4 separate regions of the Mus musculus genome follow, and regions 1, 2 and 3 are each linked to region 4. Evidence: chromatin contacts called from public HiCAR-type, capture Hi-C and promoter capture Hi-C data. All regions are on one chromosome and are shown on one strand. Each heading gives the region's core, a stretch centred on a gene start, on an enhancer-like site or on the middle of the called end of the contact. The rest is flanking DNA. Distances are from core to core; before and after follow the strand shown.

Region 1 (6,821 bases), core at 3,112-5,611, 2.9 Mb before region 4:
GGTTACCCTTCAGGTCTCATCAGTGACCTGTGGGTTACAGTACCTATCTGCAAGGCTTTTGGGTTTTGAATGCTGTGTTATGCTATTTAGACAGCTAAGTGAGGTAATGAACACAAATCACTTAGCACAGTGTTGGCAATATTGCTAATAGTGCCCAATGTTGTTCACTTATTCTTCTTCCAAGGCCTTCCCAGATCCATACCCAGCACTCAGGAGGACAAAAGCATAAAAAGTAAAATTGACAACAATCTTGCTTCTTCTTCTTCTTCTTCTTTTTTTTTTTCCTAACTTCAAAACCAGGGAAAAACACACTGCTCATTTAGCAGTATAAAATCCCTCAGAGGACACTGGTAAATATGAAACAACTCAAGCGTCCTGTCTAGTTGGATGTTGATTATTTATCCAAGTGTAGGTGATATCTATAGCGGGGATGATGGCTGCACAGCCTTTAGGAGCAAATGTAGAAGATACAACACAAGTAAATTCATCCATCCATCCATCCATCCTGACCTCAGAGTATCTGTATCTGTAAGCTGTGGTGCTGGTTTTACTTGCATATGGCACCATGGGGTCTCGCCGTGTTTAGGGATGACATCTTACTGAGCTACTCAAATTGTTCATTGTTTTTAGGAGGCAAAGCTGGAGATAAGACGACAGTCTCATGTGTAGAATCTAATAATCATTTTCTTTCTGTTTTTGAGACAGACTCTCTCTAAGTCCTGACTGTCCTGGAACTTGCAATGTAGATCAGACTAGCCTTGAACTCATAAAGACTAGCCTTGATCCTGCCCCCTAAGTGCTGGGATCAAGGGTATGTGCCACCATGTTCAGCTAATAATTGTTTCTTAAATGGCCCCTTCCATGGGGAGGGCTAAAATGACCTGGGGAGTGTAAAAGCAGTGGGGCTGAGGTGCACATGGTGGTGAGGCATCGTCTAGTCTGTTTCTGCTCCCCACTATCCTTTAACCTGAGGTGTGCTGTGTGACTTTTGCTCGGGAGATGTCAACAAACATCTGTTCACCCCACCTAAGGCACTGGGATGACAAACCAGTCAGTCCCACCCACACCTAGTTTTGTGAGCAGTGACTGATGAGACTACTTACAGGAGAATGGATGAGGGGTACTTACAGGTGCATGGATGACCCGAAAGGAAGCTGCATTGGGAGGCGGGGGTGGGGGTGGGGTGGGGAGTGTTCATCCAGCAAGGATGAGAACTCACAAAAGCCGCATCTCTGAGGCTTCCTCCAAAACTTGCCCTAGCTGGGCTTTTTAGAAATTCTCAGAGATGTCTTCTGAACTCCATGTGTACCATGGTATGAGCATGTGAAGTGCACACACACACACACACACACACACACACACACACATCTTAAAATAAAAATGCCAGGCATGTTGGCACATGCCTTAAATCCCAGCATGCAGGAGGCAGAACTCTGTGTGTATGAGCCCAGCCTGGTCTAGTTCTAGGACAGCTGGAGCTACATAGTGAGACCCTATCGCCACAAAACTAAAGATAAATACAAGAGGGTCCAGTGAGTAAAAGAGTTTACTACCACGCCTGATGACCTGTGTCTGATCCCTAGGCCCCACCCAAATGCTGGGAGAGAAGCAACTCCTGAAGGTTATTTTTTGCCCTTTGCTTACTGTGGCATGAATCTCCCAGATAGATAGATAGATAGATAGATAGATAGATAGATAGATAGATAGATAGATAGATAGATAAATGCAGAATAAAGGATACAAAGAAATACCAATGCATGGCTTCTCCTCTTAACTTCCACGATATACTTTGGTCCCCAAACACAAATACACTCAAATTTATGGATATTTGTATTATATTTCTGTGGAGATGTGAACAAAAGTCTATTTACAGCAGGTAAATACCAATAACAGATCAATAAATGATTCCCTCAAGTCCAACTAGTGAGGCAATTTATTGGGTGAGTAAAAAAGAGGGCTGAGGGGTTACCCATGGAAGTGTTTGTAGCGGCTCTATCTAAATGTCCTACCCTAACATGGGTGACAGCTTCCCAAACACGAGTCCCCACCTAACATCAGCCAACCTCCCACCTTTTGTGTTTTAGCACCTTCTGAAACCACATGTAACCGGGGCAAAATTATGTACAGGTGCTTTGGAGGTACAGGAGCAACTAAAATCCCAGGTGAGGGTCTAAAATTACTAACAGGCCTGCCCAATCTTGGGGGAGGTCTCTCTCCCTCCCTCCACCACATGGACCCCAGAGATCAAACTCAGGCCATCAGGCTTGGCTATATGGCAGAAGGTACCTTTACCCACTGAACCACCTCGGCAGCCTCTCAAACAAGATGACTGTAAAACCAACCAACCAACCCCACAGAAACCCAGGAGTTATCCTACTGTCTCAGCTCTGTTCTGTATTGGTTGCCATGGTGGCATCAGCAGGGACATCGTGCTAATACATCATTTTCTTCTCAAGGAACTTCAGCATCAATTAAGCCATAGCATCACATTCACAGAGCGGGTCTTCCAGAAAACTCTGAAATTTGCTTTAACATCCCAGAACCCATTTTTTGGATATTTGATACTGGTTTACATTGTAAGCATTGGATGTTTAAATATCAAGATGGAGGCGTGGCACACACAGCAAGAGAATCCTGTATAAAGCATGTATGCAAAGCTATTAGACAAAGCAAAATACACAGAACAAGAAAATTTATTATCGCCAATGCTGGTGCATAAAGATTAACAAGCATAATTAGAAGAAGGGAGGGGGAGGGGAAGAAAGAGGCAGAGAGGGAGAGAGAGAATATGAATATCAGACACCCAGGTGGACTTCTGGGTAGGTTTAAAACCTTCAAAGTTTGACAACATAATAGCTCATACATCTTTTTATAGATACAGGCAGGATTTCTTTTTACTTGACAATTTTAGCAAACAGTTCTTACAATATGAACTTCAGTTATAGTCTTACCATCTGTCAAGGTACAAAACAGCAAGTGAAATTTCCCTAGTATAAAAGGGTATTAGAAAGTTTGTCTTTGGGCTTTCCCATACATTTTATTTAATGCATGAACTTAAAACCTTAAAAAGACATCCTGTTTCTTTCTTTACTTTGAAAATCATTACAATGGGTTTTTCCAAATTAGAGGTCACAGTAGCTTTATAAATCATGAAGATACATGTGCAGTCAAAATTCCAGAAGCGTTTGTAACACATTTTAAGATGACAGCACACATGATAACACGTCTACATTTATACCCACATTTACTTGGACTACTCTGTGGGGTAGATGAATACTCAATCTTAAACCTCAAGTTTAGCTTTTGATAACTGATGTGTATAAATCACCAAAAAGAATTTGGAAAGTTTTTTTTTTTTTCAATAGCCTTTCAGTTCGAATTAAAGACATCTTGGAATGTATTTCCCCCCATTCTTTAATTAGATTCTTGTATTGGTAGTCACAATTTACTCTTCCAAACCATCTTTAAAAGCTTAACAGAGAAAGCTCTTCTCCAATGTAAGGAAAATCATCTCGATCAACAGTCTGAACCAGAGGTTTTTGCTGAGCCCCTGTGAGACCAAAGAGGAACGATTTGGTCTTTTTCTCCTCGCGATTCTCAGGTTTAACACTCCTCCTTCCTCGATTCTCCTTTTCCACAATGCATGGTCATTCACTGTCCCGTCTTCTATTCCGAGAAACAAAAACCAACTGTTTTTATTTTTTGCACAGAACTATTTGGAATGAACCCCAAAATAGCAGAATGTTGAATCTCTCCCTCTCAGGTAGTTTCCTCCTCTCTCGTCAGCATTTACTCTCGATCAATGATCTCATCACAACCGAGCTCTTCGGTCAGTCGATTGACAACCATCAGCGAAAACAGCTCTTCGATAAAAGCTAGCTGGTCGAAAGGGCTCTTCTCACACCGCGCCTGAAAGCCGCCATCCAGGGCATCTCCGGCTCGCGCGGTTCGCAGGAACACCTTGTTGGCTTCCTCCAGGGCGGCGGACACCCTGTGCATCGCGCCGCTCCAGCGCTCCTCTTCAGGGAACTCGTAGTCGTCCTCCCAGTCATCAAACTCGTCGCCTTCCAGGTCCGCGCCAGCCTCGGGGAACAGACCGCGCTGGGCGCGGGCGGCGGCCGGCCCGGCCTCCTCCTCCATGGGGCCCTCCTCCGGGGCCGGCCCGCGGGCCCCGCGGCCTACCTCCATATAGCCCTCGCCGGGCAGCACGTCCATCTGCAACTCGTTGCTTTCTTCGTACAGCTCGCAAAGCTCTGCCATCTCCGCCATGGTGGAAGCGACTCGACCAAGGTGGAAAAAAAAAAGGAACCTTTTGCAGAGACGGGCGCGCGAACGGGCGTGGTGCGCGTGCGCAGGCAAGAGGGCGTGCGTGGAGCGCGAGCTGGGGGGGGGGGGCGCGTGCGCAGGCGAGTGGGCATGCGTGATGCGCGTGCGGAGCACGTTTCACGTGCGCAAACGGGTAGGCGGGCGTGGTGCGCGTGCCAGCATGGCGTGCGTGTGCTGGCGAGTAGGCCGCTTGGTCCACGGGGGGGGGGGGGGGCGTGGTGCGCGGGCGCGGGCGCGGGCGCGAGCTCTTCCCTTCCCACCCCTCACCCCCTATGTTTCCCGGACTCCCACCTCACCCTCACACCCACTCAGGACCCGCGATGCTTCCGCTGGTGACCCACCTGGAGACCAGCTCTAAGTTCCTTGCCAAGTGCTTGCTTTGCCTAGATGGAAAGCCCTGGCCTTCTGTCACAGATGCCATCTCTCCTCCACCTCCCTGCCTCCCCAGCGTTCCTGTGATCAGCATGTCCATTACCTCTCACCATTTCAAATCCCACTAGTCCCGTCCTGCGCACTGAGAAAATTTAACTTTTCGGTTTTTTTCTTCTGAATTTATTGAAGTTGACCTAACCAAAGATAAATTGTGTGTATGTCCACACGTATATACCATGGGGAAACTAAACCACATACATGTGTGAGTACTAGGATAAAGAAAGGTGGAAAATAGGCTATACATATTTTAAATATATACAGATAATCACGCGCCACGGTTGCTCTACAAACTTAAACTGTAGCCAATAGTGTTTGAGAATATCCACACCCTTACCACGTATTGTTTTATGGAATTAATATAAGTAAACTTAAGTTTTATCAATTTGATCTCTCTTTCGTGTGTATGCGTTTGTTTGCCTGTCTGTAATGTTTGTGTGCCACGTGTGTGCATTGTGCCTACAGAGGCCAAAAGAGGGCGTTGGAACTCCTAGAAACGAAGTCAGTTGTACACTGCCCTGTGATTACTGGGAGTCGAACCCTGGTCCTTAGTGTGAGCAGCCGATGCTGTTTACTGCTGAGCCATTTCTCCAGCCTTGATTGTATCTTTATAATCTTTCCATAGCTTTAGTTTATTATTCGTGGATGCAATGGCCCTGTCATGTCCAAGAGACAATGCTCCATAGCATTCCTCTTTATCTTATATAATTTTTGCCAATGGTCATTTTTTATATTCTTCAGCGAACTTTTCTCCAAAGTGTTACATGATCCTTACTAGTTTTACATACTTGAACATATTTGTATGAAATCTTCCTCTTTATCCATTAAATGAAGTTTCTCATGAGCTGTTATTGGAATATAATCTTTGCATGTTGATTTTTGTTCTTATTGAAATGTTAATAGAGAAAAGTGCACAGGTAATGTGTGTGGCTTAATTATCACAAGCTACATATATTTGTTTACTTACTACCCAGAAGAAAAGGCATCATTCGTGGATCCCAGAAAACCACTCTTCTCTCTTTTTGTGCCTCGTGAATAACCACAATTCAGACTTTATGCAAATAGTTCAATAAAAAGTTTGCCAGTTTTGATAAATGAAACGATGTATTGATATATTCTTTGTTTTGACTTCTTTTTTAACCCAACAAATATGTTGTCATATTTTAAGCAGTCTACTATTTGAATATCACAATAGTCACCTTCAGGATTGCTTCTAATTCAGGGCTATTATAAATAGCCTAGTTATTTCATTTCCTAAGGAAACATCTTGTTGCACAACTTTATTCAATTATTGTTGAGTATGCTTCTAGGAGCAGTTTTGCTTGGCTGTCTTGTATGTACAGCCTTCGTAGGTTCTGCCTCACAGTTCTGCAATCAGGATTCATTGGTAGTTGCATAGCTGGCATTTTAATTAACCTTTAAAACCTATACAAGTCAGTTATTGCACTGTGATTTCCAAACACAAGCAAACAAATTAGAATCTCCAATAAAACAATCATTTTGGGTTAAATTAGTGCAGTTATTTGGCTAGTGATATCAGAAGTCTTTATGTTTTTCAATCGTTTTTAGGTTTATGTGTGGGTGTTTTGCCTACTTGTGTGTACTATGTACATGTTCTGTGCCCCTAGAGGCCAGAAAAGGGCTTTGCATCTTCTGGAACCAGAGTCACAGGTTGTTTGAGACAACATGTTGGTACTGGGACTGGAACCAGGGTCCTTAACCTCTGAGCAACCTCTCTATCCCCCATGTTAGAAATCTTAATATTAGTGTGTTTGGATACATAGTAGTGAATAACTAAACAAAAGTAAATACACTAAGTCTATAAACAGAAAAAATAAATAAGAGTATGAAGGGAAGGGGGGAAATGTTCTGGTTAAATTGATGACACATGTTTCCAAGTCTGCTTTTTTAACTCTCAGCTCTCAATTTTTCTGGAAAGAAATTTTTATATTCCAGAAGGCTTCACTCACATGACAGCAAAAGATGGCCCCATTGGGCAAGTGTGGGTGTTCCTTAGTGGCAGAGAGAGATATTTTTCCTTCTACTACTGATTCCAGCTTCTCCCA
Region 2 (6,965 bases), core at 3,273-5,772, 2.4 Mb before region 4:
ACACCAGGTAATCACTGCACATGCTTTGATATGGGGAGGTTGTTGAGGCCTACCCTATGGAGAAAAGAGCAGAGCACAAAACAATGTCAATGCCTTAGTCATACGCTGTCCATTCCAAACATGGTAAGCATCTCAGACAGCTTCACTGTGCCACATCAAAGGCACACCCAAAAAAACTCTTGCTTTTGGGATGACTCCCCCAGTGGAAAGATCTCCACAAACCAGGGGTTTAAAACTTACAGATAAGCTACGTTTCACTCTAGAATGTTGGTCCTAAGAACAGTGTATCTTCCACTCAACTCAAAACCCTTTTCCTTAATGGGGCTGGGGACTGAACCTATAGTATGATACACTCTGGGCAAGCACAGCATCACTAAGCATTTTCGATTGTTTGCTTTGTTTTGTTTTAAATTTGAGCTTTACTTCTGAAACAAGGTCTTTCCAGGCACCCCTAGCCGATCCCAATCTCTGTCTGTAACCCAGGAGAGCCCTGAACTTCTACTTCCCTACCCTCGTTTTACCCATTAGGACAACCCTGGTCATAATTTTCTGACCTGGAAATCGTGACCTGAACAATCAGGCCCTGCTTCCAGTTTCCTCTTAATGAAGACTAAAGTGTTATTTTTCTTTGTTGTAAATTGTGTGAGTGGATGAATGAATATTTAAATTTTTTATCACTTTCAATGAAGAGGGCAGCTTTATAAGTTAAGTATAGTGTTCAAGACTTGGTGGGGTGGAATTTCACGACTTTTTTTCTGGACATTTTTGGTTCTTTTTACTTCCTCAGATAGTTGGAAGCTCCTTGCGAATGTTTAACTTCTCTTTCTGCTCCTTCCAGAACTTAGAGCCATCACGTCGTGCCCCCCTCTCCACCCTCTGTTTCATTCCTGTCCTCTCTTCCTGTCTCTTCCAGTCTCCTTTCCTTTTCCTCATTTAGAGAAAGAAACTAACAAGCAATTTGTCTGAAATTCAAATTACCTTCCCAATCCCGGCAAAAACAAAACAAAACAAACCCTGCATGGAAGCTGATACTGAATAGCCATGATGCTATTTTTTTTTTCTTTTGATTAAAGCACCAGATATTTCAGACAAAGTCTAAGGTTTGCACCTTGCCACCAATGCAGCACACTGGACAGATGAAGTTTGTGTGTGAGGGTATAAACAAGGAAGGTTTGTGGATGAGGGTACAAGTGCGGACTGAGAGCACAGACTCTTCCTCTGGAAGTCCTAGTAGAGAGCTGGGCCCCCTGCAGCTCAGAGAGTAAATTTTGGAGATGTTTTTCCTCTGGAAGGAAGGTGAGAAGAAACTAAGGGAAGAGCCCATGCCAGAATCATTCCTGGGAGAAGCTGTCCTGAGCCCAGCTGGGGGCGACAGCAGACTGTTTAACTTTGTTTTGCCACCCCCTCCCCCCAATCCCCATGCTCTAAGATCAAGTTTCTCTGTGTAGCCCTGACTGTCCAGGAATCACTCTGTAGACAGGGCTGACCTCGAACTCTGAGATCCTCCAGCCTCTCCCTCTGGAGTGCTAGGATTAAAGGTCTGAGCAACCACACAGCCTGCTATTTATTTATTTAACTTTTAAAAACTAGAATGGATAAATGAATAAATGAGTGCTTACAAAATAAGCTGTGCATTCTTCATTCTCCTAAAAGCTCAGCTGTAAGTAAATACACATTTGAAACTATTACTCAATTATCTTCCCAGAGAGCAACCATGTTCCACAAAGTGATATCCAGGGCTGGGGAGATGGCTCAGTGGGTAAAGCATTTGCTGGTAGGTGTGAGGGCCAGAGTTTGTGTGCAGGGTCTCCTGCTCTCACACAAAGAGGCTGACAATGGTGTCCCACCTGTGCTTTCAGTACTGAGGAAATGGAGACATGAGGTCTCCAGAGGAGGCTGGCTAGCTACACTAACAGAATCGGCAAGCTTGGGATTCAAGTAAGAGAGCCTGCCTCAGTGCACAAGGTGAAGAAACTAAGGAATCTGCCCAGCATCGACCTCTGCACACACCTGCAAATGCACAGGCATGCACGTGCATGCACAACCATGCGCATGCAAATAGGCACACATGCACAGCACCACACGCAGAGACATACAAAAGGGAAGGTTATTCATTACGAGCTGTCAGAAAGGCAGGATCTGTCAGTGTATCTCCGAGGAAATCTCAGAAGAAATCTAAGCGTCTAAATGAGGTATAGATTAGAGTCTTTCGGAGACTTTGGAACCCTTTTACGTTCTTTAAACAGGAAGTTTGGCCACTTCTGTGCTCCTGGGCTTAAATTTAGAAGAGCCAGGAGCCTCAGGCAAAGGTGTGAAGAGGAGGGACGCAAGGGCTGAATCTTATGCAATTCGAATCTTTCTTTTTAAAATAGAAAAACTAGTCATAACTCTGCTCTACTCTCCAGAGTAGCTGTGTCTTAAGGCCACAATGTGGCTGGACTACAGGCTGGCCCCCACAATAGGAACTATGAAAGCACAATGGTTTGTTTAAGGATTGCTGTGGAATCTTTAACACTAAACTGGAAACGGCGTAGGATTCAGTGTGGCGCAGTCAGCCCAGTGGGACTTGAGTGTCCTTACTGCAAACACCATAGCATACATTGCCTAACTTCCCGAGTTCACTCTGCACTTCTTTCCCAAGTCAGTAAACATTTGCAAAGCACCTGTACAGTTTCTGTTTCTTGGGACCCAGAGACAGCCGCATAAGGAGGCTAGATGGCGTGGACTAGTTCTCTTTGTTTGCCCACCACTTATGATGCAGTGTTTTCACCCCGAGGGAACAGCACGGAAGGATGCTTACCTTAGCCAGCTGCTCGTGGATCTCCAGCAGGCTGGGCCGGTTGACCTTGGGCCCGCTCACGCTGCCTGTGTTGCGGTAGTATTCAATCTTGGGGACGGCGTCCATGGTTTGTAGGTAGTATGTGTTTGTGTGAGAGTCGTAGGCGTGAAACGTGGTGTCTGTTTTGGCAGTCTCTCCAGTTTGGAGAAAATTGTCATAGCACTCCTGATTCCCAGGCCTAAAGCTGATTCTCAGTCTGTTTTGGGCTTCGTCCCCGAAAGAGGTCTCTTCATAATGTGGGGGGTCTGCACTGTCGCCCACGGCTGCCGCACTGCCATGGCCCTCGTTTATAACATGGACCTGAAAGCGACTGGCACTACTGGGCACTGAGTTGGAAGGGATGCTGACCGACATCTTCCAAAATCTACTGTGGAACTACCTATTTTATAGTGGTTGTTGTTTTAATCTACGTATTTCTGCTTTAAAATAGACAATAGTGTGGTTATAATACGGAGCGCTTGGCTTCGGTTTTAGATGACCCGATAGCTAGATCCCTGATGTATTGTTGATATGTGGTCTCCCATGCAAACTTCAGAATGGTCCTCAAGGCTGCTATTAAGAAAGAAAGTTATATTTGTTCCAGGCAATTGCAAACATATTTAAGAAGGGCTGTGGCTGGAGCTACAGTTTTCCTTCATAAGATGTCCAATTTTATGTTTGTTTCACTAAAAATTTCTCGTCTTCAAACCCTTGCTACCTGAGCAAGGAAACGGGACTGGGTTCTGCAAACAGAAATTCCAGGGAAGTCACTAGCATGTGACTGTTGGTCATGTTTGCTTGGAAGTCACCAGGACATTTAGAAAGCATGTTAGTAGTCAAGGACAGTAAGAGAGTTCACGGAGGGTCTAAATGCCAGCATTGCAAAGCATTTTACACTAATGACATTATCCTCCATTGTCTGATACACAAAAACCTTGAAAAGTATATTTTGCTAGTTCTTAAAAAAATCTACATATCATTAATGATAAATTTGACCCAGAAAAACTTTCACCTGTGTAACATGTAAAAAGGTATATTTTAGAATATGAAATTAAAACAAACAAACAAACACCAAAAAACAAAGACTAAGTCTCTTAAGATGATGTTCTGTGAATTAAAAAAAAAATTTAGTAGCCTCTGAAACATTTCATTTGCTCACATATTTGTGGTTTTTCATAATGCTATTATGGAAACCTTAAAAAAATGAGTGTTTGGGATACAAAAAGCAGCCACAGCTCTCAGTAAAGGCTTATGTTCTGCTGGCTCCTCTTAATGCAATGTTTCAGGAGTTCAATAAACCACCTGGTAATTTTCACAATTCTACAGTAAGCGCCAACCTTAAATACTGTCTTTGGGGTAATATTTCTTTGTAAATACCTTACAAGTTGATTTTTTTTTCCAAAGAAAACTAGAAAACGAGAACAATATTAACAAAAGCTTGGCTCTTGCACAGTTATTTAACGCATTTCTTTGGATAAAACAAACAAACAAATACACATAATTTAAACTCTTAAATAATCTTTCCTGGTGAAGTTATCCATGCAGCCCACATCTCTTAGCTTTTTAGAACATTTAAGTTCTCACAGTCCCTGGCGTCTTCAGTCCAGCCCTCAGGCTCTGTGTTTCCACATGATATGAAGTTGAGGCTTCTGCCCAGCCCAGACACTTACCGCCCCATCCAGCAGCCTTCTTCTGAGCAACAGTAACCCACATTAGCGTCGCACACGCATATATGGGGCCTTAGAGTTTAAGCTACAACCTTAGGCTTCTGCTCATTGGTTAAAAACTTTCTTGAAAGCGATGACTTTTCAGTCATTGGCCTGGAATAGTGGGAAAAGCCCCACACCAGTCATTAGCCCTGAGGAACCAACTGTAAGTACCACATCAACTAGTAACTAGTAGTAAATCATTAATCCTTTTAGGCAGTAAACAAAATAAAGTTTCTTTAATTTACAGATTGCACAACAACAAATCCTTCAAAAAATATTGCTTCAGTTGTTTGGGACTAGATAAATTTAGTTCTATGGTCTGCCATTCTGTCTCTGTCTCTATTTCTGTTTCTCTCTCTCTCTCTCTCTCTCTCTCTCTCTCTCTCTCTCTCTCTCTCTCTCAGTAAGAATCGAACCCAGGGCCTCACATATTCTAAGTAAGCGCTCTACCCCTGAGCTCCCCAGCCCATCTCTAACTGTCTTGCCTTGCTAATTGCCTGTGCTGGCCTGAGCTCACTCTGTACCCCTGGAGTCTCACCATCCTCCTGACCTCAGCCTCCCAAGGAGCTGGAAGCAGCCTCTGCCACCAGGCCTAGCTTATCACCTTGTTTTTGATGAGACCCAGTGACCTCATATTGCTCAGCATAGGAACCAAAATACCAAGAGATGGTCTCAATATTTTGTGGTTAGGAAATGTTACCTGAAATTATTTGACCTTACTTACCTTGCCTCCTCTCTGCATAGGAAGTGAGCAGACTGAGGGTAGAATTAGTGAAGTATTAAAAAGATTTCTGCTGAGTGTGAAAACCGCTTTAAGCTGCTCGAGTCAAACCGGGCACACTTCCCAGTGGTACTACTAAATGGCTTTTCTGTCTCCTCGCGGAGGAGCCATTTTTATCACGTCTAGTTTCTGAGTTTTGCTCAGAAGACGGTACGGCTCCAACCTGTGAGCTGGTGATTAAGACGGCACACGCAATTCCTCCTTGCAGGCTCTGTCATTGGTTTTCAATCAGGATGATCGAATGAGTCCTCTTTGGATCTAATAAGAAGCTATTCAAGTGATTTCCAGTTGCCCGGGTGGCTCTGCTGTGGTGTGACGTAGTGATTAAGTGTGAGCTGTGAGTGAAAAATTCTCCATTTCAGTTCTGGCCCTGCCACTTCCTGCCTGGGGAAATTCAGGAGACTCGTTCACCGTGTATGCTTCAATGTCCTCGTAGGCACACAATATGCAGACACTAACAGCATGTGGCCTGCTGAGTTACCGTGAGGCTTACACGAGCTCATTTATGTCTGTTTCTAAATAGCGCCGGTTTGAGCACAGTGCTTGCTTGGACTATTTTAGCAGGATTTATTATCTATTTGTAACTTTGTTTCTAACTCATGATTCTGAGACCAACCATTAAAGACATGGATAGGAATCACACCTTTTAAAATCAAGGGAAAGGTAAATTGGTGACCAAACACAGGATTGAACAAAGGGACATGCAGATGCCGGAGGAAAACCCAGTTGCTGCCAGCTGAGTGCCTTGGTACTAAGCCGAGCTAACGTTGTAAGGTTCTGCCGGAATCAGAATTATAAAGAGACAGCTGTAACTTGATCTTCTCTCTTCTTCTGGTTTTACAGCTATCGATTTGTGTGTTGGGGTGTGAGTGTACACACCGTATGCTATACAGAGAGGTCAAAGGCCGACCTCAGAGGAGTCTGTTCTCCAGGTATGTCTGCCCCAGGGTTTAAATTCGAATGTCAGGCCTGGCAGCGAGAGCCTTTACCTACTGAGTAATCTTGTTAGCCCCTATCTTCTCATGAAGACCACTTTAATTGAAGAAATTTATTTCTTCAATAAGGGGTTGCAACTCTCACTTAGAAGAAGAGCATTCTGTACAGGAGGTCAGGTGTCAGATTCAGGTAGGGGGTGCTGGGATACTTAATAGATCAATAGGCTGCTGAGATGAGGCTGGGACCCAAGACACGTTCTCTTGCCTGTACCAGGATGATTGGCAGCATCCATTGCTCACCTGCCTTCAGGAATACCTTCTTCATTCTTCAGCCTTTTTCTTCCCTCAGAGGCTGGGAGCACCTCTGGAGTCAGTCTCTTTTTCTTGCTGCATGCCTCTCTGACCTCAGTGAGTATGAATTAGTTTTGGTCTCAGTCTTCCATCAAGCAGACATTTTCATTTGAGGCTCTTATCTCTAACGGGGAAATGATAGCCTCTGTTGTTCATTAGGGGGGTTCAGACCTTCTAGAGTGGCTGGGAGATAGTCAGGGGATATGGATGAGATGACATCATTCAACCTTGGATGGTGAGCTTAAGTCGAGCCTTTGAGGCAGGTGGGTAAGGAAACTATCTGGAGGTACAGACACCATCTTTCTTCCTGTTCTCCCTAACAGGCTCTTGTATGTGGCAATAGGGGCTCATCTGGGTATGATACTGGCCAT
Region 3 (6,567 bases), core at 3,536-6,035, 2.9 Mb before region 4:
GCTGGCCTCAAACTCAGAAATCCACCTGCCTCTGCCTCCCAAATGCTGGGATTAAAGGCATGCGCCAGCACTGCCTGGCTCAGAACTGCTATTATTCAACCTAAATATATGTATGTTCCTTTTCCAGGTGAGGACCAAGGACCATGTGTTTGATAATGTTGGCCACCTTATCAAATACCATATGGATAATAATTTGCCAATCATCTCTTCTGGAAGTGAAGTACGCCTTAAACAACCAATAAGAAAATATGATAACACAGGACTTTTGCCCCCCAAGAAATGATGACTCCCGGAACTGTGTCAGTGCTATGAGAAGCATATTCCTTTGGTGCCAGGAACAGTGGCCGCTCAACCCTTTTCTTCACACAAAGTAGAACATAGACTGTGAAACATGTCTTTCTTAGACCGCCACAGACCAGGTCTTTTATAAAACATAGAAGTAACAAACTATCTTCTGAGTATGAAAATCAGAGAATAATAATTTTGGTCCATTTGGAAATGCGATACTCATCTGCACGGAGGTCACTTTTTAAAGGTCACATTGCATTGGTGAAAAGCTAAAAGCACAACTTCAATTTCAGATGCTAAAGACAACTTGAACTGCTCAGGCAGTGGTACGTGCCTTTACCTTGATAATCCGGGGACATTTTCCTATGGGGGAGATTAGTTACACGTGTCTTCACGTTCTATAGCTACAGAACCAGTTGCCAAAAAAGTTCTTCCTTGCTAAAAACAGCAAGAAGCAGCATTTTGACTAGTAGTGTTGACTTTATTACATTTTGTTTAGTAGCACTTTTTGCTGCCATGTTAACAATGACACTGACATCAAATTCAGACTGTGCCTGTGCTTGTGGAATGAAAGCAAACACCGCTGATGGTTTCCCAATTCTGTCTCATTTGCTGATTGAGAGGCTGGGGCTCAAATTCACTGGCCAGCGTTCCTCAGTCTTTGCTACCTGAACTGTCCGTAGGCAGCATGGGACACATTCAGGAAGCCAAATCTCTTGGTTAGTTCTGATTTGGAGTATTTGGTTATAAAAGACAGCAAACAAAGCCATTGTTCTTCATGCTCAGCCCATACTGGTGCCATTGAAAATGCATTAAGGCAATCTAAAGTATATGAAAATCTCCTTGTGATTGGCTGCCACTGCGCCCTGGTGTCACCTCGGTATGTGTCTTATCACCATCTGTACGTGTGATCAGACAAAATGCAGAAGGGCTGGGAAAGGTCTGCTACACACCGGACAATGGTTCAACCAGTGGTGAGATTAAGAATTCTCAGAGAAGCCCAAGGCTCAGACTATTCACCACTGTGAGTCTTGGCAGGTCGCTAAACCTGTCTGGATTCCAGTTTTCTTGTCCATAAGATGAGGGAGCTTGAGGTGCACTCAGAGGGCCGTTGCTATCCTAACATAGTAGTTTTTTTCTTTGTTAAAAGTTAACACTGATAAGCAGACTGTGCAGTTGAGGGCAAATATTTAGGATTTTTCCCTTTATTCTGTGTCTATACTCTACAGGTAACAGGTTTAGCCAAATTACACTCTCATAGTCTGACCCCAAGTGTTTCAGCATAAATCAGGTAATGTTGGTTTAGTGGATCTGGTTGTCTTTAGTAATAGCAGAAATGCTTCAGTCAGTCCTTACTTGCCTATGCATATAAAGATACAGTCACTACAGGAGAGAGAGAGAGAGAGAGAGAGAGAGAGAGAGAGAGAGAGAGAGAGAGAGAGAGAGAGAGAGAGGAGAGAGGAGAGAGGAGAGAGGAGAGAGGAGAGAGGAGAGAGATCCTAAGCTTTCTGGATAGTTATCTCAACACCACTTCATTTTGGCTAAGTAGAGACAACTTAACCTTTGTGATTATGATGTATTTGGTAAGTTTTAAGTATAGTATGGGATCGTTCCTATGGGTAGAAATCATCAGAAATCAAGTACATTGAAGCCTGGCATTTTTACATAACAACTCACCATTTTATTTCTGTCGCCACTGGCTTCTTAGGTAAGTTTGTTTCCTTTCCACAGCTAGAAAGTCGTGCATATTCCATTGCTTTTCCTCCATCTATCTTAGGTCTTAATCATTTTTCTTCGTAAGAGGGATCAGCATAGTGATAGGGACTCATAGGTAACCTGCAGCAGAGACAGGGCGGGCCTACTGCCTCCTTCCAGCTGGGGAACGCAGACTGGGTGGCCAGCGGAGTTCCAGATGCAGGGGGCACTGTGGTGTGAGCCGCACGCATGGGCAGTCAACACTGGACTGGTGCTGTTGTAGCCTGGGAGGCAGATGCTGCACTTTCAGATGCCATAGACACTGTTCACCAACCCTAAAAGATGTAAGAAATGTCTGCATGCGGTTTTAATCTCATAGTCTCAACCTCTATTTTAAAATGGTGGTTCATTTGCCTATAAATATCTGTAAATGAGTTTTCTTTAAAAAAATAAATGATTATTGCTTTATGACAGCTGACAATGTGTGGTGTTTGGGACTTAGACATTTTATCAGGAATGTGATGGATCAGTGTCTCTGCAGGAAACAGATGGCTCATTCAAACTGGGTAATTTGAGGCGAGACTAATAAAGGAGATTTAAGGTACAGGCAACGTATAGAGAAACCACAGGCAGAGTGCAGTGGTCTAGGGCCCAGGACAAGGGAGAGGGTGGGAACAGTTACTGATCATGGAGAAGGACTGTCTGACTACATGGAGGAGCTGTGGACAATACAGAGGTAACGGCTGATCTCGGTGATGCAAAAGAGATTAGCTAAGTCATTAATAACCTAATTTTTTTCTATTCCCATCTCTGATCTACTGGGATTCTTCACTGATTGAGATAACATAAAGGCAGAGTTGGGGGGTGGTGGTGGAGGGGAGCTTGTCTTGAAGGTCAGCTTCCTAGGGCACAGTGGAGTGAGACCAGAGAAAGCAGGGTCTCCTGCTGGGGTTCTTGGTGTTCTTAGTAAAACAATCTAAGAATGGACTCAAACCAAGCTTGAGGACAATGAGACTTAGAGTTCAAAGCAAAGGTTCAGGGTAGGCAAGCTGTAAATCATGGGGCTGCCCAGAAGAGGAGAAAGAGCCATGCTCTTTGAGTTTGGCTGGTTCACAGGTCAACCACACGGTGGACCAGCAGCAGGATGGGGGAGGGGGAGCTTTAGAGAAAGAGTGAAAAAGCTCAAAGTCCCAGAGAAAACTGACTTGGGCCAGCATCCAAAAGCAACAGCTGGGAAGCAAGAGGAAAAGTTAACACCTGCTGGGCTCAGGACTCACAAAGGCAGGTGGGCCCTGCGGAACTTCGTGGCGGATCCAGACTAAGTACACTAGGGACAGACATCCTGGAAGGAAAAGTACACTATCTCAACACAGAGCAAGTTATCCCCCTATGTCCCCTGCCATTCTCATGCACTATTGCATCGTAGACCTCAGCATGGGGCACTGGACATATCTTTCTCATTAGCCGATACTTGGATCACCTTCGACAAGTGCCATTTCCCCGAAGGCCTTTCATTAGTCTTTTCTTGACCAACATCTTCATTTGCCCATTCCTTCATTTATTCACTAATGAGTTAACACAGTTGTTTTGAGTGCCTAGCATGGGCCATGAAACATGAAGACAAATGCTCAAGTGAATACCCCCAAGACGTTCATATTGTTCTACCAGTGAAGCAGACACACGGTAACAGATCGTAGTAGAAGAGAAATCCATCTTCTCTTGGGGTCGGTATGCACCCTGTGTACAGTGGTAGGGAGATCCAGTTCCACTGAGTGACGTCATGTGTTTCGAGGGCTGAGTGGGTGAGAGGTGGGGCAATTGACTCGAAAAGCAGCCCAGGAGATGGGGTGGGAGGAGGGGAAACAGGAGCCATCCCAGAACTATTGGTAGTGCAGCCTTGTGACTTGGTTCTGTTTCTCTCACTCAAGCTCTTATTCTGTATCAGACCCCTAGCTGAGGGTCAATGTCAGCCGTACAAGGATAGGATGCAGGTGGCAGACTTAGCAAACAGCCAGATTTGGAAGAGCCTTGGACAAGTATCTTACTCCACACGGTACACAGGGGAAAGATTTAAAAAGATGTGGGCATCCAAGTCACCAAGTTCTTGGCATGCACTAGAGCCCTTCTTACCAAAGAAGCCAGAGACAGCAACTGTTCCAGAACTCAGGTCTCGAACATGCCAGGTCCAGCCACCCTCAACAAGCCAATCAAGAGACACACATTAAAATTGAACAGCCAAAGTGATATTTATCCATTGTGTTTGCGATCTCCAAGTTCGATGATATAATGGGATTTAACGACAGGCTAACATCTAAGAACATTCGCGGAAATTCGAGTTTTAGGGAGGAGGCACCTGGGAGCTCCTCCAGTTTTATCAGTAAAGAAACACAAATCTTAACCAGCCAAGTCTGAAGATGATGCCAAATTTAACAACGACCAGGGCTGGCAGTGGCACTTCAGAGAGCAAAAAGGGCCATTGGATGAAACTTAGACGTGTAAGGGGAAAAAAAGGAATGTCCTAGCTAACCTCTGGGAGGGCAAACAGTCCGCCGTATCTAAGCAACCGTAGTCCTCTAGGAGGCTTTTGTGATTGGCTCACTATTTCCCCAATGGAGGCTCCGGGAAGCTTCCCGCCGCCACTGGCGCCCTCTTCGAACAGCCGCGCTCTTGCAACTGCGGGCGACTTCTCAACCGACCTTGTGGGAGGCGGGTTTTCCGCCCCATAGCTCCGCCCAGCCGTCAGGCCCATCGAGCAGCGGCGGCGATTGGAGGAGGCGGCTGCTCGTCGAGTGGCGGGGTTCGCGGGCTAGGGTGTAACCGGGAAGGTGCTCGCGGCTGGAAGTCAGGGCAGCGGGTTGCGGGTTGCGGGAGGTGACTGCGGTCTCCCGGCCAGGCTGGCGGCTGCGGGATCGGGACCCGCGTTCGAGTCTCCTACACCGGGGCTGTGCTTGCTGGCTCCCTTCTCGATCTTCAGCCTGGGCGTCCCATCGGCAGACCTGTGCGCGCCCGTGGTTCTTGGACCCCGGGCCCAGTTCTTTGGTAAGGGCGCTGCGTGAGTACACCCAGTCGAGGGGGCTTCCTGTATTTTGGGGTTACTGTCTTCTGCTCACCTTGGTTTTCCATGCTGCTATCGGTACTACCGAGCTCAAGAGATTGTCATTGCCCCCTCCCTCCGTACTCTTTGTAGTAGGAACAGGATTTGGAAAGTGTCTAAAATAGACTGTTGCGTTCTGGCTGTTTCCACCCTGTAAGAGAAGTTAGTGTGTAAGCTAGTGCGTGCAGTTTTCTAACTCCCAGGGCAATTACATTTAGTCCATCTTGTAGTCATGCATTTTTCAGTGTGATTTAAGCTGAATTTCACTTCGTAGCTTCACAATTCTTGATTGTTTGCATGTAAATAAAGGCTGAAGTTTGAAGCCACAAGCAAAGGATATAAGCCATGCGCTCTGGAAGTGGCCAGAATGCACTTTGGATGGAGCAGGCATCTAGAGGAGGGCGGAGTCCTTATCCGGGAGTTGTAAGGTTTCCCACACCTATGATGTTTTCACCGTTTCATTACTAAAGAAACGGAAGCAGTTACGATTGCACAGCTGCCAGAGCTGAGGATCTTCAGTTCTTAATTGCTTACAGCCATATTACATCCTTTGGGATGCAAACAAACAAACAAACAAACAATTTGGAATGTAAACAAATAAAAAGAGATCTGCCTAAAGACCCTATCTACTCCGGTGGGAGTAGATAATAGTTTCAGCAGTTAAGAGATTGTCAATGCTCTTGCAAGAGGCTGTGAGTTCATTTCTTGCACCCAAATTGTATAGGTCACAACTACGTGTGACTCCGGCTCCAGGGGAATCCTAAGGCCTGTGACCCAATGGATATATTCACTCATAATGATGATGATGATGATAAATATTTTTGGAAAGGAAAATATACACTAAAGTTTGCTCACAAAACAAGTAAATATTTTTCCCTCTATGTGAGGGGGTGGAAGGGGGTGACCAAAAACTACCAGGGACAGTGCTGACAAGTATTGTCAGACAAGTATTGACAAGCTGGGTCAGAGGTGTAAGAGAAGACAGCTGTGCTTCTTGTATTCTTGTAGTGGGGTTAGGAAAAGTTTCCCGGCTAGAGTGAGACTATTAACCAGGGAGCTGTATTTTAGGGAGCACACTGCCCACGTTGATCCCTTGGTTTATGTTTTAAGTGGTCAGCTCTCTGGTCAAGCATAGGAGTAGGCCACTGTTCCTACTAATGGCATAATTTTGCCATATTCACCAAGATACAGTTTTACTATGGCAAATGCACATTGCTATCGATTGTTTTCATGATGATCTGTCAGCACACATCTCACCAGCAATTTATTTATTAAAGCCACAAAAAAACATAGAGTTGTGGCCATTTTCAATGTAGTAGTTGAAGGTAGCACGGTGCTACTTAGAGTACACTTCCTGAATTCTTCATGGACTTAACCTCTGTGTGTGTGTGTGTGTGCGCGCGCGCGCGCGCGCGAGTGGATATTTGTATGGCTCCACCCTGTTAGAGACTGGTATCTGTGGCTGTTCAGTGTTTAGGCCATGCTAGCTG
Region 4 (6,850 bases), core at 1,088-3,587:
TAATTATTAGCAATTATTGGATAGGTATTAGTTATTAAGTTCCAGGCACTTCACTGTGGAAGACTCTAGAACAGAGCTTTCGGCCATGTGGTGGCAACCCCTTTAACAGGGGTCACCTAAGTCCATCAAAACACAGATATTTACATTATGATCCATAACAGTAGCAAAATTACATTTATGAAGCAGTCAAAAAATATTAAAGGGTCGCAGCATTAGACGATTGAGAAGCACAGTTCTAAAAGAAAAACCAGGTCTTTACCATATACATACAATATATGTGCACTGAACACCTACTGTCTGCTAATTTCTTAGTCACAACAATAAATAAGGTAAACTCTCCTCCCTGAGTACACAATACAGGGGAGTATACAAAGCCATTACAAAAACTGTCGTGGAATCTAACAGTCTGAGGTGATTTCTAAGGAAGACGGGCTGTTGAAGATGCTGAATGCCCACCTCATCCTCCCACCCCATCTTCTCTTCTCTTTGCTAATCACTATAAAAATGTAAACCCATGGGAAAAGGCACTCCTTAAAAAGCCTAACTCCAATGGAGTCAGTCTGCAGTTTTCTCACGTAATCGGCCAGAAACTGCCTTTACCCAGCCATGCACATCAGCTTTTCATCACGCTGTTCTGAAGGTCTTCCATTCATTTGTCTGTTTTAAGACAAAGTCTATCACAGGTATCTTTCTTCAGCAATGTATATGGATCTACATAGTTCATCAACACTGCTGTGGTCTTCCTAATCCTTGCACGCTCCTATTTCTATGGGAGACATTCTTAGAAAACAGTGTGGAACAGAACATGTGACCATCTTTGAAACTGCAAAAACCCTCTAAAAAATGGCCCCAACTTAGACTGCAGCCACCACTTTCATATGGATACAAATCTGAAAGGAGCCGAGGGGGTGCAACATTGTTAAACAGAATGAGAAACTGCAAGGATGAACAGCAAGGCCATGCACAGAAAGCAACAGTGAGCTATTAATATATGCCGTGAGTCAGCCTGTGAGGGTCCCTGAGTGCCAATTCTATGGAAAATTCAGTAAGTGGCAAGAAGCCATTTTAGGATTCTAAGGATTCATGCCTGGAGCTTGTGTTGGGGCAGTAAAGTTACAACAATGGACACACCATGCTGTGAGAATGAGAGACTAGCGGTGGTAGCTTTACACTGCTGAGGGGAGATAGATGCTAATGCCCTGCGGAATCCTCTACATGAAACAGAGGGAACTGAATCCAAGAGTGCAAATTCAGTTTCATGGGAGAGTAAGCTCACACCATTATCAAGAAGATCAGACAGCTGAGGCTAGGGATCTAGCTCTGTAGTAGAGCACTTGTTTAACATGAAATAAGTCCTGAGTTGAACCTGCAGCTAGCACCTATCCCTATCTCTGCCCTACTCTCTGACATCTGCTTTTATTTATATGCATACCACCCATTCGTTATGTGCAGAAAGAGAGAAAGAGGGGGAGAAGGGAGGGGAAGGGAGAAAGAGAGAGGCCCAGGTTCCAAGTAGGTACTACAGAGTATTACTAATGTGACTGAACAAGTCATGAAAGGGATATGTCATTAAAGAAAAGCACTGCCAGGAAATGCTGGGTTATTTGTAGCTTCCTATTTCTGAAACGCAGAGATTATTTTTAGAAGCTCCATCTAGCTTCTCTCATATGAACCAATGCTCACAGAAAATGATTTGAGTGGTGTTTTCAATCTCACAAAAACGATGGTATAAACAGTGCCCATCTGCCTATATAGCAAATTAACTGCTTCGTCCAACGGACGCCTTCGGGCATCAATGCTTAAATTTCTTCTGGAAATGTGCGGACGGCTGCTGGAGTCTCGGATGAAGTAATGTCACCTAGGAGGTCAGAGTATTTCATGAGTAGACACTATTGTACAGTTTCCTAAAAATCTACCTTCTCTCTGGCAGACTGATCGCCAACCACTAACCCTGTGACAAACAGTTGAAAAGCAACACAAACGCAAACCTTTAACACAAACCGCACCCAACAGTGCGTTTCCTCGCGGGACCAGGGTTGCCTGGCCAGGATGCTCTAGGCAGGAGGGTCGCCTGCGCTGGAGTCCCACCCACTCGAACCCGGCCCCTGTGGGCAGTCGCCCCGCAAAACAGCCGTACCCGGCGTGGGCTCGCCGGCCTCCAGGCTGTCGGAAGGCCCCGTAAGGACCCCGTCTGGAGGCGGTGGCTCAGGAACACTCATATCCCCGCACTGGGCGCTGCGTGAGGCGAGTGCTGTGGAGAAGTCACAGGCAAAGAAACCTAACGCGTTCCAGAGTCCATCCGGACGAAAGCCGCCGAGGCACACGGAAGTGACGAAAGCGGAAAACCTCGCTTTCCGACGCAGAACGTTACTGCAAGTCCGGAACGCCCGCCCCCCCCCGCCCCCCCCGTGTCAGCGCCCTAGGCGCAGCCGTGCGCGTGCGGGTTCGGTTTCACAGAGGGTGGCCGGCGGAACCCGGAAGAGAGGTTAGAGGACCGGATGTCGCCATAACCGTGTGAATGTCCCCAGTGTTGTGTCCAGTTTATAACTCGGGCCGCTAAGTGAGTCAATACGAACTCTGAGCTTGAGCGTTGCTGAGGATCTCTTCCAGTGCTTGGAAATGACGTAAAGGCTTTCTTGGAGCATCATTTGGACAAATTAAGTCAAATTACCAAAAGCACATGCTGGGCTCCTGTAAGATGATATCATGAGTTCTAAAGGAAAGTATGTAGACTTGGACAGACTCAGCTCCACAGCAAATGTAAGGATTCTCGACCCTTTTGTAAACTCTGACCTCTAGTAGCATCTCTAGTTGCTCCTCAGGTTACCTGTTCAGTTTTCCATATTGTAGCCAAAGCTATCTCAAAAAAAAAAAAAAAAACTAATATAAATAAACAAATAATGCCATGCCCCTGGAATGCACTGGCTCCCTATTGTCACCATCTTATGTTCAGTTTCACTTTAGCCACTTTTCAAGGGTAACTTCTCAACTCTCCACGGTAGAATGTCCACAGACTAATCCTTGAGACTTCTAAATATATTAGAGGGCATGGCAACGAATAAAAGCTACTAGTTAACATAACCTTAAAATAGGAAGGGTACTCCAAGGACCCAAGGTAACAGTCTGTAAAACTGATGGGGTGGGGCTGTCTGAAAAAAGATTTGATTACAAAGGATGATTAAACAAACACTGATGGGTTTGAAGACAGAGGAAGGGAGTCATTATTCTGGATGGTGGGTGACCTCCAGAAAAATTGGTAACCAATTCCTCCCCTAAAGCTTTTGTAATGGAACTCAACCCTGTGAGGTTGCTGAACTATAGAATGTGTAATAATTAGTGTTGTCATACAAATAGGAAAACAATTTATTACTCTTCAAACATCTTGTGCAATCTGGGCATTGTACGCTGTCCATTGTGCTTGTTCCTGTTTCAAACTAGAGTATCTTTTTCAAAGGCCTATTCATCTTTTAAGTGCTCTAGGATAATATCTTTTTTATTGTTTTGTTTCACAAGGTGAGGTGTCCTGTAGCCTAATCTGGCCTTAGACTCAATATGTAATTAGGGATGGCCTTGAATTCTTGGTCCTCCAGCAGACACGAGCCAGCACACTCAAACACACCTTTACTGTGGACACCATTCATTATCTCATTATTTCCTCCCTTTCATTCAGCAGTCACAGTGAAGACATTTCACAACAACAAACATCCTCCTGCCATTTAGCACTGAGCTCCTCCTTGCATTCATTATTTTATGTTTTCTTCTTTTGAATTAAAAATGACAAATAGAAACTCTTATGCATAGAGTACCAAAATAATTCTCGATAAATTTGCTAATTGGTGAACTATTGATGCCCTAGCCCTAATTCCAAACTGTATATTCCAAAGTCTGAGTTATACAACATGGTAAACATGATGAAACACCTGGCACCCTTGCTTGGTTATAAGTTTCATGTACTAATGGTGTTGTGGTGCCCTTTGGAATAGAGCCATATCCTATGAGTTTTCATTGGCTCCTTCTATCTCTTGGCCAGTACTAAGTACATTTCATTAAATTTTAAATACTGGTTATTTAAATTTAATGGATGAAATAAACTGTTATGTCCTACCTTGTCTTTATGATTTGTTTTGCTATAAGGAGAATTCTTGTTAGGAATTTTATTATTTTTAACATTTTAACTTACTGTAACAAAATCACCTAAATAAACAAGGAGTTTGTACCACATTCATCTTGCTTTTCTCTCTGATCTTTTCCTTCTTTTTCTCTTACAGCTTGCAATTCAATGTGCCACTTGTTTGTTAAGGACCCTCTGTATATGACACAGAGCTCAAAGCAACTTCTAAAACTTGATTGCAAAGAACACAACAGTTTATTGTGTCATGTTATGTCTTTTGAAGGGTCTTTAGTTTTCCCATTTTCTTTTACGTATCAAAGTTATACACTCCAAATACTTTAATGTAATACCTTTTAAGATTGAACTAGACACCTTAGTTATGCTAAAAATAGAGTTCTAGTTCCTATCCACCAGAAACATTGCTAGGCACCAAATGTTATAGTTTGTGTTAGAGTTTGTTCTTGAGGTTACATATTATGCATTGAAAAATGTATAACATTGTATTGTCCAGACAATGATCTACAATAGCCAAAGTTTGAGTTTTGAGTGAATGTTTATTAAATATACAGGAAGCCAAAGTAAAAGAATAAACAGCAGAAGGGTGGGTGGGGTGTGTGGATGATGGTGATAGATACACACATGGCACAAACATCCTCAGATTAGCAGCTCAACACTCTCAGCAGAGGTTGACTGTGGATGCCCCATTATGGTATCCAGCTGAGGTTCCCCACTGAGAGTCCCAGGCATAGGAGAGTGTCCCAACACTCTCCTTAGGTAAAGCTGAGCTCCCCAGGTAGAAGAAAAAAATACCCACAGATAGAGGTAACATCATCAAAGTGGGAGCTCCAGCAGAAACCAACTGGGGAAGTAGAGGCAGTCAGCTGAAGTTCCCGACCCATTGCTTTCTTTCTGTGGAGCAGGGTCACATGGCTGAATATCTGGTTTCTCTTTCATACTTGCAAGTACTTTATATCATGGGTTAACCAATAGTAACCTCTGTTGGAAATGGATTATCTTCTCAATGTTCTCAGGACATGGTGTTTTTACTCTTGGGCTATTTGCCCTTCCTGTCACTGAGTTAGAGAGGTCAGCCTATACCCAGACAAGGGGCCTTCAAGAGACACATGCTTGGTTCTGGAATGTGGGGAGGCTGGCTGTCGGAGCATAATCTTTGCTTCCAGAGACAGTTTCTTGGTGAGCTCAGACAGCACATGACAGTTACTAGTTTAATAAGCACTGCACCATCATACTACGATAATAATTCATGCCCTGCCTCGAATGCTGTTGGGATTCTTATCATCCCCGCTGCCCTTGGTGCTCGTCAAGAGTAGTAGTTGATTCGAAATGTCAACTTGCTTGGATTCAGAAGCTCCTAGATTACTTACGCACACCTCTGGGTGCGCACGTGAGAGTATTTCCAGACCAACTTCACAAGAAAGTGATAGACGATGCTCCCTGAATGCAGGCAGTACCCTCCCATGAGCCAGGAGCCAAGATAAGCTACTAGGAGCCCAGGAAGAAGTCTGGCAGCAGGATACTCTGTATCCCTCTCACTGCAGGTGTGTGAACCGCTTTGCTCACCATGACCTCCCTGCTGTGACAGATCAAAATTTCTAAACCCATCAAGGACCAGGGCAGACCAACGCCTTTGAAAATGTGAGCCCAAGTAAACCACCCTCCTTTACATGACTTTTCTCAGTTATATTTCACATCAATGAAGAGCTAATGAATGCATCTAGCAAACACTGGTAGCTTTATTTATATAACCTATTTAGAGTGATTGTTTCTATATGCGTTTGTATTTAAGTTTCCATCAAGTCTTTTCATGATAACTCATCTTTTACTGCTGGTTTATTTAATATACAATGAATATGCATATTTATGTATAACATACATATATTATGTATACATATATGTATAATATAAATATGATATGCACACTACATATATATTATACATATATGTATATGTGTGTATATGTATATATGTGTATATGTAAATTTGAGTATATGTGTATGTTTATATGTATGTATGTGTGTGTATATATGTTATACATAGGTATATATGTGTGTGTATGTATATATATATATATGCCCACTGAAGAACAAAGATCTTGTTGCTTCCAAGTTCTGATAATGATGAAAGAATATGGTATTAACACACGTGCAGGTTTTCATGTGGACATGTGTTTTCTAATTCAGTGCATAAATTTGAAGGAGTGGGATTTCTGGGTCGTAGGATAAGATGTGCTTTTACTAAAAAATGACAAGGTCTCTTCTAAGATGATGTTGCGTCTTGCATCCTTAGCAGTGGTAAAGATCCTTGTTGCTTTTACAGACTTATTTACCTTTTAGCATATGTATAGAGGTGTTTTGCTTGTATTTGTGCCTGAGCACCCTGTGCATACAGTGGCACAGAGACAAGACGAGGGAATCAGATCCCCTAGAACTGGAGGTAGAAGGTTGTGAGCTGCCAGGTGGGTGCTGGGAATAAAATATGGGTCCTCTGTAACAGCAGCCAGTGCTGGTAACCATTGAGCAATCTCTCCAGCCCCAAGATCTCTGTGTCCATTACAGTGGATGTGTAAATATGGTACGTTGTTTTACTTTGTAACTATCTGATGTGGAATATTGTTTCATATGCTTATTTGCTATCAATCTGTGCATTTTGATGAAGTATCAATTTATATTTTCCTATTTTAATCAGGTTTTATTCTTATTATTTATGTGTGCTTTTAAA

The links. Promoter capture Hi-C pulls out the DNA fragments that hold promoters and counts their contacts. HiCAR-type assays count read pairs that join an accessible place to other places. Capture Hi-C pulls out chosen DNA fragments and counts their contacts.
Region 1: a promoter capture Hi-C map of pre-B cells shows a contact between it and region 4, with 4 times the contacts expected there. The contact joins the promoter of Eid1 here to the promoter of Bloc1s6 in region 4. A contact is called at or near these places in 2 of 39 promoter capture datasets (liver and pre-B cells) and 1 of 115 datasets of contacts at active chromatin or transcription factors (astrocytes).
Region 2: a capture Hi-C map of embryonic stem cells shows a contact between it and region 4, with 11 times the contacts expected there. The contact joins the promoter of Slc12a1 here to the promoter of Bloc1s6 in region 4. A contact is called at or near these places in 2 of 39 promoter capture datasets (cranial neural crest and hippocampal neurons) and 1 of 9 other capture datasets (embryonic stem cells).
Region 3: a HiCAR-type map of astrocytes shows a contact between it and region 4, with 15 times the contacts expected there. The contact joins the promoter of Cep152 here to the promoter of Bloc1s6 in region 4. A contact is called at or near these places in 4 of 39 promoter capture datasets (cranial neural crest, hippocampal neurons, liver and 1 more) and 1 of 115 datasets of contacts at active chromatin or transcription factors (astrocytes).

The regions. Positions count from the first base shown.
Region 1 is chr2:125,670,640-125,677,460 of GRCm38.p6, reverse strand. Eid1 (EP300 interacting inhibitor of differentiation 1) reads right to left here and starts at 4,361. Exons shown (of 1, transcript NM_025613.3): 1 at 1,818-4,361. The coding sequence starts at 4,269. The coding sequence ends at 3,790. The region is part of intron 4 of Shc4 (SHC (Src homology 2 domain containing) family, member 4); the gene reads left to right.
Region 2 is chr2:125,150,157-125,157,121 of GRCm38.p6, reverse strand. It overlaps Slc12a1 (solute carrier family 12, member 1), which reads right to left and starts at 4,522. Exons shown (of 27, transcript NM_001079690.2): 1 at 4,489-4,522; 2 at 2,801-3,391. The coding sequence starts at 3,193.
Region 3 is chr2:125,623,331-125,629,897 of GRCm38.p6, reverse strand. It overlaps Cep152 (centrosomal protein 152), which reads left to right and starts at 4,785. Exons shown (of 28, transcript NM_001081091.1): 1 at 4,785-5,022. Shc4 (SHC (Src homology 2 domain containing) family, member 4) reads left to right here. Exons shown (of 12, transcript NM_199022.2): 12 at 128-2,451. The coding sequence ends at 283.
Region 4 is chr2:122,733,992-122,740,841 of GRCm38.p6, reverse strand. Bloc1s6 (biogenesis of lysosomal organelles complex-1, subunit 6, pallidin) reads right to left here and starts at 2,337. Exons shown (of 5, transcript NM_019788.3): 1 at 2,138-2,337. The coding sequence starts at 2,219. It overlaps Bloc1s6os (biogenesis of lysosomal organelles complex-1, subunit 6, pallidin, opposite strand), which reads left to right and starts at 2,480. Exons shown (of 2, transcript NR_156706.1): 1 at 2,480-2,760.